Regions from separate parts of the Mus musculus genome. Here regions 1 and 3 are each linked to region 2. Evidence: chromatin contacts called from public Hi-C data. All regions are on one chromosome and are shown on one strand. Each heading gives the region's core, a stretch centred on a gene start, on an enhancer-like site or on the middle of the called end of the contact. The rest is flanking DNA. Distances are from core to core; before and after follow the strand shown. Region 1 overlaps Fbxl7 (F-box and leucine-rich repeat protein 7). Region 2 has its middle 24 kb from the start of Gm36790. Region 3 holds the start of Marchf11 (membrane associated ring-CH-type finger 11).

Region 1 (3,801 bases), core at 214-2,713, 170 kb after region 2:
AAAGCCTGCCTGGTTTTGATGCTTCTCTTTCATGAAATGATTTGGGTCTCTATCCAGAACTCTTTGGTTTCATTATGGCCACTTGGGTACAGGAACTAATAAATGTTATAAATATATGAGACCAGAAAGCAAAGGTTGTCCACATTCTTCAGTAAAGGAACAGGCAGTGAACCTTTTAAGCTTTGCAGACAATGTCATCTCTTCTGCATCCACTCAAGTCCATCATCACATGGTGAACACAGTTGTGGATGAAACATGGATGAATGAATGGGGCTCTACCTAGAGCATCAAGTTGCAAGCCAGGTTGGCTGGAGGCTACAGTTTAGCATCATCTAAAACAAAAAGCACTGACTTGCCCACTGGTCTTGCACTTATCCAAAAATATGCCCTTATTGTCATTGAGATTCATAGCTATGTCCCCAATTGATCTTTTCTTATAAGAAAGCACTCTATTTTTTTCCTCTGTCAGAAAATCACCTAGATGGGGTTGATTTTGAGAGTCCTGTCACGCTTCTAGATTTATTCATCACTGAACGAATGATTCTTTGGGCAATCAGCTCAAGCAGAGACAGTGTGGATCAATACAAAGCCTTGATTTCAAATGACATGCCACTTTAGTGAGAAAATACACACTTTAGCTTACCTAGGAGAAATGCCTGGTAGGTCGCAAACTTGGAAAATAGATGACAGATTGCCATAAAAACATTCAGCAGTAAGCAAAATGGTAGTTTTTGCTTCGGTGCTATTGTGTTTTTGAGACTTGTCTCCCATTCCTCTGGGTTCTGTACTCTTCTGTGGAGTATTCTGTGAGGATGCCTTGAAGCCAACAGAATGCTCTGTGCCCCTTCATCTCTAATTAGGCAGAATTTTTAAAGAAACATTTGAATTTCCTTGTAAGAAAATTCTCTATGTTCTATTTCGTCTTTCACCTAAAGACCACTGTTCTCTTCTATAACAAAACAAAACACTTCTCTTAAAAAATGAACACGATGTACATGTTGGGCTGATTTTAGTGACCAAACACATCAACTGTTCACAAATGATTCTGGAACTGTGTCCCTACTGTAGACTTTTAAAAGACTAAATTAATAGTGTGTTTAGGACATAAATATTTTTGGTTGACATAATACAATGGTATATTGAGGACAATTACATTATTTGTCACTTATGAGTATTGATATTAGAACTCTTTACTTTTTAAGACCTACAGACCTCTCAAACATGTTAGCTTCTAAAATTGCATTTTATAGCTCAAATGTGAAAAAGTGAATCAAGGTTAAGCTATATCCTATCTGGACAGCAATCTTACATACTTAGAACAACAAAACATCAAGGTCCCCTTAGAAGAAGGGGTTTCTAGTACTGTAGGAGCTACTCCAGTTTTATCTCACATTACCAAGGTGCCTTGGATACATTTCTGTGACAACCACAGAGTTTCTACCTTCCTCATTTGCTATGGAAGAAAACAGAGATGAATAGACAGCTCCAGAGACACTACACACACACACACACACACACACACACACACACACAGAGAGAGAGAGAGAGAGAGAGACAGAGAGAGACAGAGACAGAGACAGAGAGAGAGATAGAGACAGAGAAAAAGACAGACACTGAGAGAGAAAGAAACAGAGACAGAAAGACAGAGATGTGGGTGGGGGTGGAGGGGGGAAACCAGGCTGGATGTGAGGCAGACCATCAAGGAAGCACAGCAGAGTAGCATGCAGGGTACATCTTAGAAGTTCTAAGTCTTTAAAAGCTCCATGAGCAATTTGCATTACGACATCATGAAAAAAACATTTTCACAGGAAATGCACCCAGTTTGCTCTCCCTGGCCTGTATCAAAGCCAACTTTCTATCTGTGGAGGAAAGACCTTTTGTGTTTTTATTCCTGCCTGTCTGCAATTATATTATTATTAGGCTGTAAACAATGGCTGTTTTGTTGTAAAACGTGAATAAAGGAGCCGAAAGTCAGCACACAATTGTGTGATCACTGGTCAGCCTTGAATCCCAAAGCAAAAAAAAAAAAAAAAAAAAAAAAAAAAAAAAAAAGATAGTTTTTTTATAGCCTGTCTTCCAACTTGTATGCAAAGATAAGGAGAGGGTTGAGAGTCTCTGAGCAGAAAGCCTGACTATCTAACGTTACAAGTCCCTGCCGTCATTTCCCACGGGGTCTTCTCACTAGAACCATGTTGTGTCTTTTTCTTCGACTTCACTTTATTGATTTCTCCTTAGTAAACAGAGCTACTATTATTTTAGGTTTCTCAAACCGTCTTTGCTCTGAAGGTAGGGATAATCAGAATAGGAATCGAATATTATACAATGCTGGAGGTTGGAAAGCAGGCATCCGATAAACCAAATTTTCTCTCATTGCTTTTTGATCTCAAGAATTTCAAATCCCTCAGAGGTCTACCTGTCATCTCTCACATCGGCCAGGAGATGTCACTGTAGTGGGATTCAATGATTAACAGAGGAATCGGTTATTCTCTAAGAACATGGTGAACTTTCCATGAAACGGTTACAACTACATGGGAAAGGATTTTATACCACAAGCAAACTGGCTGCCCAATTTTGCTTTTTAGTAAATAGAGACACGATTTCTGTTACATCCTGGATGAAAAGGACACCGATGATTATCCCTCCTTCCATTGGCTCCTTAGATCAACTTCCCTTGAACGGGCAGTGTGATGGGTTTAGTGGGTGACTCAACTGCTTAAAGAAAGCCTTTGAGGGCTCTGGGCATTATAAAAATGTGTGCACATGCGTGTGGAAATGAGAGCCACAGTGAGCACAATGCAGGTGGATAAGGGAACAGACTATGCTCAACACAGCTGGTTGCTCAGTGTTCATGATGGACTCGTGTTGCTGTTGCTGGGTTTTATCTAGGACAATGCTTTAAACTCTAATTGATATCCCAAGTCAAAGATCAAGTTCATGCTAGTACCTGTCCTCCACCCAGTATGCCTTATAATCTTGCTTAAGAGAGGTACTCAAATATTTGTTGAACAAATGACCACATGTACAGAACAACATGATTGACCTGAGAACAAAACCTAGGAAGGGGATAGGGTTAGAAAAGTGGGAGGCACGAGGTCTCTTTATACCCTAGCTGGGGGCTGGCACCACATATCTCGGAACTCTGAGAGCTGCAGAGTTACAGGTTGTCTGCTGCAGCACTGAGCCCGGGGTCATGGACAGCTGCCATCTCAGTGCCCAAATTAGTTATCAGATAACTCTGTGCCTTTAACCAACAGGAAAAGAAATTTGGGAAGGGGGAGAGTCATGGCCTATGGAAAGACAGGACAGGAACTTTTCACCATCAAGGGACTTTAAAACCCACTATACTGCTCCAAAGGGAATGGCATTCATTGCTGCCTTACACTCATGTTGGGGTTCATGTTTGTAGAATTGTATATTAAAAACGATTTCATTCTCATGTGTCTCTTGAATTTGTATTATCTGTTACCAGTGTTGGTAACTGAGTTTCAGATGTCTGCCTTCCAGGACTATGACAGACTAAAGGCTCAACGTTTCAAACCACCAGATTGTTGGTAACTACCACAACAACCTTCAGGAATTGCACCATACTCAGATGGCCCTGAGCCCCATGTGGGAGAATGTGGCAGGGACTCAAAATGCCCCAGAGAAAGGATCCCGCTCTGGTTCTGCACCTAGGTGATCACTGTGAAACATAATAATAAATTGTAAGTGCCCACTTGATTTTATACATACACAGAGGAGGCACAACAGAGAAACTGGATTATAAGGCGCATGCTGACTTAACTGTCAAGTGCCATTTAT
Region 2 (3,710 bases), core at 355-2,854:
TTTCAAGGTGTAATTGCTATTGTTCATTAACAAAATTGCTATATTAAAATATTAAAATAGATGGGTAGATAGCTTTCAGGAATTCCTATTTCCCTTAACTGCACACTCGTGGGGTTTGATGTCATGACATGAAGGAAAAAAATTCTCTGCACTTAGAGAAGACAGCTAAGAAAGCCTCATTGGAAATCTCATTGAGTAGAACTCCTTGATTCATCTCTGCACTCCCATAGCTCACATTACAGAAACGTGAGCCTGCAACAAGCTATAGTTTGATGAGAAAGATCAATGCTTACTTATTTATTAGAGGAGAGGTGCACTATGTAACTGTAAAGAGATAGATATTCTGACAGGCCAATGGGCAGATCCTTTGCTTTCTTGTAGGTGACATCTTTGGAGTGGAGTTCCCTGTAGTGGGGTCTAACAGGCTCTGTGACTAGAACACTGATTCTTTTTCCAAAGAGCACAATTTGGTCAACAGAAGTTGACTATCTTAGACTTCAAAGTTTTGCCATGTATGGTGATGCACATCTTTAAGCCAAGTATTCAGGAGGATTTCTGTGAGTTTGAGGCCATGCTGATCTACATAGCAAGTTCCAGGACAGTCAGAACTGCACAGAGAGGCCTAGTCTAAAAGCAAACAAACAAATAAACAACAAAATTTAAAGGCCAGCTGTGAGCATGCATTTCTCTTTGGATAGAAATTGGACCTGCTTTGGAACAAAACTTTGGCCTATCTTCTTGCAGAATCCTATTCAGTGAACCACTGTTTGCACTGAGTGATGGCTTGCTAAATGTGTGTGCTGTGTGAGAAGTCTAAGACAGATAAAAATGTTCTCAGGGTCGAGTCATGTGTTTATCATAAATATCTCCATGATTATGATGCCAATCACAATGGCTTAAACACTGCATCTTAAAATCTACATAAACATCCATGAGAGTGGGTCCAGCTTATTGAAAAATGACAAGCAAATCATATGGACCCTAAGTAGTTCTCTAGCTCAGGGTCCAGTAACTAAAATTCTCCCATTAAAATTTATTTTGCTGTAATAATTTCCTCCGTCTCTGTTAATTTTAATTTCTACAATACAAAAATATTGTCTATACTCATAATGCATATCTATAATCATTAGCAAATGAAGGTGAAATTTTTCAAATATCAAAATATTAAAGGATGAGATGAAATTGAATGACGTGGTGGGTAAGGATGAGAAGCTTTAAATAAATCTTTTCTCATCACAGCCTGTCATTAAGCATACATTTTACCACTTTTTGTTTCCAAGCAGTTATCATCTGCATGGAGAACTGTTGGAGGCACTGTCGTGTGTGATGTAGGTGTTAGGCTGCATCAGTACCCTGTACCAATGGAAACCAGCACACTTCAGCTCTAGTTACGGTTTCTCCAGACGTTGCCAACAATTCCCTGGTGGATTGAGTCTTCCCTTCATTGAGAACTCAAGGTGTAGTGTTCATTACAGACACGAGGGTAGAAAACTATATAATCGATTTATCCCATAGATGGCGCTCTTGTTCAGGAACAGGCTTCTCTGACAGGCGAAAGGTGCACACATCTAAGTGGAAGGAATTACAGTGCTAGCTCAGCGGTCCTTAAATCAACTGCAAATCAGCCCTTGGTTCTGTTTCCTTCCAAATCACTGGGAGTTGAACAGCACTGGGCTTGGCGATGCTGCCTTGATCTTCTCTGGGCTGGCTAGAAAGGCTAGTTTCAAGTGTGGAAGGTTCTGGCTTTGACAAGAGCTCTCATCCTGAGGGGCTACCAGGAGACCCTGGTGAATGCCAAAGTCTGCAGAGCATTGTCCACTCAGCAGACCACTCACATGCATGCAGTGCTGCAACAGGGATTCTTGCTGCCCTCCACATTTTGTTTTAAATTTGCTTCCATTGTTTGATGTGGTCTGTGGTACTCACCTCATTTCTTCATGCCTGTAGCCTTAATGTTGCCAGTAGCTAGCTCATTTACCAGAAGTTCCTAGTATTATTTTGGCCAATGAGTCAACTTAGGAAGCAGAGTTGTGGGGCTTCAAACACATAGGCCTTGATTAAGAAGTATATAACTTCTTCCAATAGGATGCCTTATTATCCAGAAGAAGGTGTGTACCCTGAACACCTAAAAATGTGGCTCAGAAACCCCTATGGCAAGTTCTGGTTCTCATTTTTCAACTTGGGGTCAGGTTTTGGTATTTCAAATCAAAAACGTACTCCCGTCGTAGACTACACTGCAGGCCTCATGTTTTATCTCTTCCACGTGTAAAATGAGCGACTGATATTTACTGGAGAGAGTGGGGCAGGCAACATTCTCTCCTGTTGCCATTAGCAGCAGGAGTGGGATGAGATAGATGCCTCAGCCCTGGGAATTGTCAGCCTAGCCTGGTTATTATCCATAAACTTTCTCACAACTTCTAAAAAGACTTGTGTTGTTCAAATAAACACCCCTGAGGCCAGAGGTTCACATCACCAGGGAATTCATTAGTTCAGAACATACTCTTAAAGATCTACCATGTAAATGTTGCTCCATTTTAGGCAAGGCGGTTATTCCCAGGCAGGGGCACAAGGCACCCCCTAAAAGCACATGAACCTATTTGCAGGAAACCATCTGTGGAAGGCTGTTTCTCAATGTTCATACTTTCTAGACCTAATATTTTATGCCGTTACGTGGAATAACGTGTGTATACATTGCATGAAACTGCAGGCAAAACGTCTAGGGAAGAGCAGGGAACTAACTGGGATGCTGAGAGGTGAGAAGGATATAAATTAAGATTTCTGAGTATATTCATACTCAAAGTACTTTATGTATTTATATAAAAATGTCCTTACCAACCCCAGTGCTTTGCACAATGAATAGAGACCAGATACAATCTAAAAACAAACATGAAGGAAAGTCTACTGACGATCCCTGCCCAAGAGATTCTGATTTTATTACTTTGACGTAGAATCTTCTCTGTGGACGTATATTCAGTTCTTTACCTGTATTTCTCAATTCTTGCTATATGTTGAAATAAACTGGGGACTCGGTATCTTAATTTCTGAAACCCATCTCAGTCCTTGAATCTCTGCAGAAGTACCCAGCAGCCACCCCATTTGAACATTTCTCAGTGTCTGAGCATAAGTATGTGGGGCCCACTAGTGGAATTTCTGCTCTTTTAATGTGGTAGCAACCACACTGGCAATCACGAAGACAAACCAATGTAACAAACACTGGCTTGGGCCTTTCTGTAATAAGAATCAAGGCCTAGACCTTTCTTCCAGAACCCATGAGAAGGAACGTGTGTGTGTGTGTGTGTGTGTGTGTGTGTGTTCTATACATGTATCTACCTATCCATTTAAATATGCATTATGCAATCGTTGGCAAGGCAGGCTTTAAAGAGCTATATGAACATGGAAAGGAAGTTCACAACTAAGAAAAATAAACTTGGCATCTCAAACATCTCTTAACAACTCATGCATGCATAATGTTATCTAAGAAAATGAGATGAGTAAAATTCCAGTTTTCATGATTCCAGAATTTTACAGTTCTAAAAGAAAAGATCACTTTAGCAGAATTAATATGCTTAGCAAATTAGCATTGAGAAGCAAAAGTGAAGACCTAGATTTTGGCTCATGTCTCTAAATATATAGATTATGTGACCTTTAAAAGTTTATACCTTTCATCAGGTGCTTGGCAGTTGAGGGTAGCTGGAGTTGTTCTTGTGTAT
Region 3 (4,124 bases), core at 1,363-3,862, 160 kb before region 2:
GGTAATGGCTGGTTCATATTGTTGTTCCTCCTATGGGGCTGCAAACCCCTTCAGCTCCTTGGGTCCTTCCTCTAACTCTTCCATTGAGAACCCTGATCTCGGTCCAATGGTTGGCTTAGAGCACCCATCTCTGTATTTGTCAGGCAGTGGTACAGCCTCTCAGGAGACAGCTATATCAGGCTCAAAACCTGACTTTTAAAAACTTGATGAACATCAGCTACTGGTGGCTGTTGGAAGTGAGATGTCCTTCCTTAGCCCTCCTTTCTGTCTCTTCCATTTGGTTGTTGGCAGCCTAGCTGAGACACTCCTCTTTCCATGTCTCTCATTACAGCGCACGTTTACAGGAGAGATCAAAAGTCAGTTTCTACTGGTCCATTGGCGACTCAGTAGGTAGGGTGGAGCCTTTTGTTAGTCAGGGGGAGAGATCAGCCTCCAAGTTCAATGTAGCTGAGAAAGAATGTTTCTTTCAGTTTTTTTATGAGGCTAGCCATCATAGTAAGAAATGAGCTTTTCTGTTATTGAAGTTATTTTTTCCAGAAACAAGCAACCGAAAGGACACACCTCGCTGCAGTCTACCTGCTTAGCTATGTACACTATCTATGCCTTCATTTCACCCATTAATAACATATTTTGCTGTATCTCATAGTGATTGATCAGCAACACATTGAGTTGCCTGGGATGATATATAAAGTTTTTCCCCTTTTAAGAATTTATGGCTCAGGCATTTGAGTATATGAATGCTTCGGAAAAAATATCTTATGAATGGGATAGTATACAAATGCGTATAGTGCACTTTTGAAAGGTGAAGACCCCAAACAACCCCTATCTACTGCCACATTTCTTCAGTATGGTAAACTGCCAGGGCTTGCAAGGATTATTTTAAAACTGTGTTTGCTGGCTGCCACTGTGCTGCCAAAAATAAACTGGTCTGAGGGAACTGTGTGAGAGGACATTCCTGGAAGCTGTTTCATCTGAAGCCATTTGTGATGAAGCAGTCTTCTTCTTTCTTCTTCTTCTTCTTCTTCTTCTTCTTCTTCTTCTTCTTCTCCTCCTTCTTCTTTCTTTTGCAACTCCATCCAGGCCACAGTGATATATGTCAAAAGACCCGGGTCTTTACCTTTCTTTTCTTTGTTGTTTGTTTCTTTCTCCCTCCTTTCCTCCTTCCCTTCACCCTCTCTCTTTCCTTTTTTAAAAAAGGCAAATGTATACTTGTAAATTCTACTTAAGCCTGTGCTCAAGTACTTCAATTCTGTTAACTGGAGTTAGAGACACAAAACAACCCACATGCTACAGAACTATTTTAAAGAAGATGAAGAAAGGATTGTGTGTGAATGCTGGTATATGTTCATGTGCCCATCACCCTGGCGCGCGCACGCGCACGCAAACACACACACACACACACACACACACACACACACACACACACACTGGTGTCAGATCTATGGACAGTCCTTAAATAGGCTGGTGACCTTGAACTTAGTTTGCCTATCTGGTCCTAGGTCTTCAGCTATGAAATGTGGCCAATAAGGAATGTTTTAGGGCCAGTCACTTCTGTCAAAGTCATTAAGACTCCACTTCAGTGATAAGTCACAATTGATTTGCATGGACACCTTGCAGGGTAAAACCCCAATAACCTAAGAGTTCAGACTGCTGGGTTTGGAACAGAAGGCCAGAGCACAGGAGCACAGTACCCTACTGGAAAGGGGTGGGGAGAGAGAGGAAGAGGGAGAGAAAAGGTAGGGAGGGGTAGGGAGGGAGGAGAGAGGAGGCCGGGGAGAGGGAGAGAGAGGGAGAGAGGGAGGAGAGACTGGGGGTGGGGGGTGGATGAGGGTGGAGGCAGGCTGAGTCAAGGTTGTAACCACTTTTCCTGGGAAGGACGCAGCAATATTTGTGCAAGCATGAAGGAGACCCACAAGCCACAGAATGGAGCATTGCAACCCTCCAACCTCGGACGCATCGAAAATTTTTACAAATCCAGGATGTATATATTCAGGAGAGGGAGACAGGGGGATTGGGCATTCCCAGGATGACAAAGGTTTCAGAGGCTTCTGCTTGAAGACTTTTGAGATGCAGAGTCCTCTGAAGAAGAGAGGACTGGGATCCCCAAAACAACAGTGGAGCAAAGAGCAGCTACAGCATCTGTCCTCAAGAGTCCTTTCCTGCGTGCCTCTGTTCACAGGGATGCCTACCTCGCCCTCATCCTTACTCCCACGCGGGTCTCTGCTTGGCCCACCGCGCCCCCACCCGGCGGGTTTCTCGGAATTCCCCCAGATCCACCCAGTAACGGTTTTTGGATCGGCAGCTTCCGACCCCTCCCCCTTTTCCTTTCTCACTGGAGCCGCAGTACCGCGCGCTTCTGCGAGGGGCAATCCGCCCCGGAACCGACGTGAGCGGCCCGGGGCGGGGTTAGTGGAAGCGGCCCAGGAATCCCCCAGTTCCAGCAGGGTCCTCTCGGCACCCCACACCTCTCTCTCACGCACGACTTGCCTACCCCCATCCCCCAGTCCAGTGCTTGTTCCCAGCCTCCTTGCCCAGCTCTGCGCTCCTCCCCGCCTCCCATCCCCACCCCCGCGCGCCTGGCACGGGCAGCCGAACTCGGCGCCGCCTCCATCAGAGCCGAGCCGGCGGCTCCGCTGAACAGCCGCCTCTGCGGCCGCCGCGCCGGTCCTCCGCGTCCTCTCCTGGTCCCGCCTTCCTAGTCCCTTCGCCCCGGTTCCCCTTCCCACCCTCTTCCCTCCTCCCTCTCCAGCCTTCCTCTGCGCTCTCTGGCTGCAGTCCGCGCCCGGCCCGCCACCGGGCGGGCAGGAGGACGGCGGCGACTCCACCATGAGCGACGAGGGCAAAAAACGGTCTAGCCGGGCGGACAGCCTCGAAGCTGAGCCACCTCTGCCCCCGCCGCCCCCACCCCCGCCTCCGGGAGAGTCGGTCCTGGTCCCCACCTCCCCACGCTACCGGCCGCCGCTGCCCGCGCCTCTGGAGCGCATCGTAGGGTCGGGCGAGCCGCCGGTAGAACTGGCCCCTCGGCGCAAGGGCGCAGGAGAGCCTCTACCGCCGCTGCCGCCGTCTCTGTTGCCCGGCGACCAGGAGGTGACAGCGGCGGGCGACTCCTGCGAAGGTCCTAGGCGCCTTCCAGAGGTGAAGCTCCCCGAGGCTGCGACGGGGAAAGGCAGCCCGGGGGAGCCCGAGGCCGGCGCGTGCCGGGAGGGCGAGCGGCGAGGCACCGGAGACCAGCCCGAAACACGCTCCGTATGTAGCAGCCGCAGCAGCAGTAGTGGCGGCGGTAGCGACCAGCGCTCGGGGCACCAGCACCAGCACCATCAGCCCATTTGCAAGATCTGCTTCCAGGGCGCAGAGCAGGTAAGGCCAGAGGGACCCCAGGTCTGCAGGCGGTGAGTCCTGGACCTGGACCGCAAGGGTAGAGCTTTCAGCACCACGGACAGCGCACGCCCCACAACTGAGCTTCCCTCTCCAGTTCTCTTTCTGAGAAGGCTGATAAAGTGTTCTGGTGGCCAATACAGAAGTAAATTAACCTACACCTTTTCTCTCTACCTTATTTTGAAGTCAGGTACTCCTAGGTACTATAATGGTAACATCATCAAGCGTTTCTTGTGAATTACTCAAAGGATTTTAGTTTATAAGTAGATTCAAGCCAGGTCTCTTTTCTGTTAATGTATCCAGAGAACTTAGTTTCAGAATACAAATGAGGCTGGGGATAAGTCATGCTACATCAATACCAATATGAGGTATGCAATACCAATATGCAATACCAAAAAAGGGTGGGTTTTTTATTACAAATTTTTAATGAGAAAGGTGCTACAGTTCTTGCAAAAGGAAGTACTTGAACAGAAAGGGTATCTTAGCCAATTGATGTCCTTGATGCTTTGTTAGAAATGCATTTTTAAAATTATAAGCATCATTAGAGTCACGTACAAACTTCCACAAGAACCATCATGCAGGGGAAATGAGAATGCATCTCCCTTGCAAAGTGTGTGAAAACATTAGCTTTAATGTCTCTGAAAGTTAGGAAGTTGCATAAGAATACACAGGCTTTCAGGAAATAGCGCCCTGAGTCAATATTTATGATGCTACATTTAGAAAAAGTAAAAGTGCAGGCTACTCTGAGC

The links. Hi-C and Micro-C count contacts between places; a contact is called where the count stands out from the background.
Region 1: a contact with region 2 is called in a Hi-C map of the N1E-115 cell line, with 7 times the contacts expected there. The contact joins two enhancer-like sites. A contact is called at or near these places in 8 of 484 Hi-C or Micro-C datasets (the N1E-115 cell line, cerebral cortex, cumulus cells and 4 more).
Region 3: a Hi-C map of the N1E-115 cell line shows a contact between it and region 2, with 9 times the contacts expected there. The contact joins the promoter of Marchf11 here to the enhancer-like site in region 2. A contact is called at or near these places in 2 of 39 promoter capture datasets (hippocampal neurons and liver) and 3 of 484 Hi-C or Micro-C datasets (the C2C12 cell line, the N1E-115 cell line and palatal mesenchyme).

The regions. Positions count from the first base shown.
Region 1 is chr15:26,637,513-26,641,313 of GRCm38.p6, forward strand. All of the region lies in intron 2 of Fbxl7 (F-box and leucine-rich repeat protein 7), which reads right to left. Among named protein-coding and RNA genes, the nearest start is that of Gm52205, 26 kb to the right of the region's middle. Within about 2 kb of position 1,464, at least 2 of the 459 cell types and tissues checked have an H3K27ac peak or open chromatin away from gene starts, as enhancers often do. A contact at or near this core is called in the N1E-115 cell line, where this site is marked.
Region 2 is chr15:26,468,552-26,472,261 of GRCm38.p6, forward strand. No RefSeq gene overlaps it. Among named protein-coding and RNA genes, the nearest start is that of Gm36790, 24 kb to the left of the region's middle. Within about 2 kb of position 1,605, at least 7 of the 459 cell types and tissues checked have an H3K27ac peak or open chromatin away from gene starts, as enhancers often do. A contact at or near this core is called in the C2C12 cell line and the N1E-115 cell line, where this site is marked.
Region 3 is chr15:26,306,436-26,310,559 of GRCm38.p6, forward strand. It overlaps Marchf11 (membrane associated ring-CH-type finger 11), which reads left to right and starts at 2,613. Exons shown (of 4, transcript NM_177597.6): 1 at 2,613-3,357. The coding sequence starts at 2,827.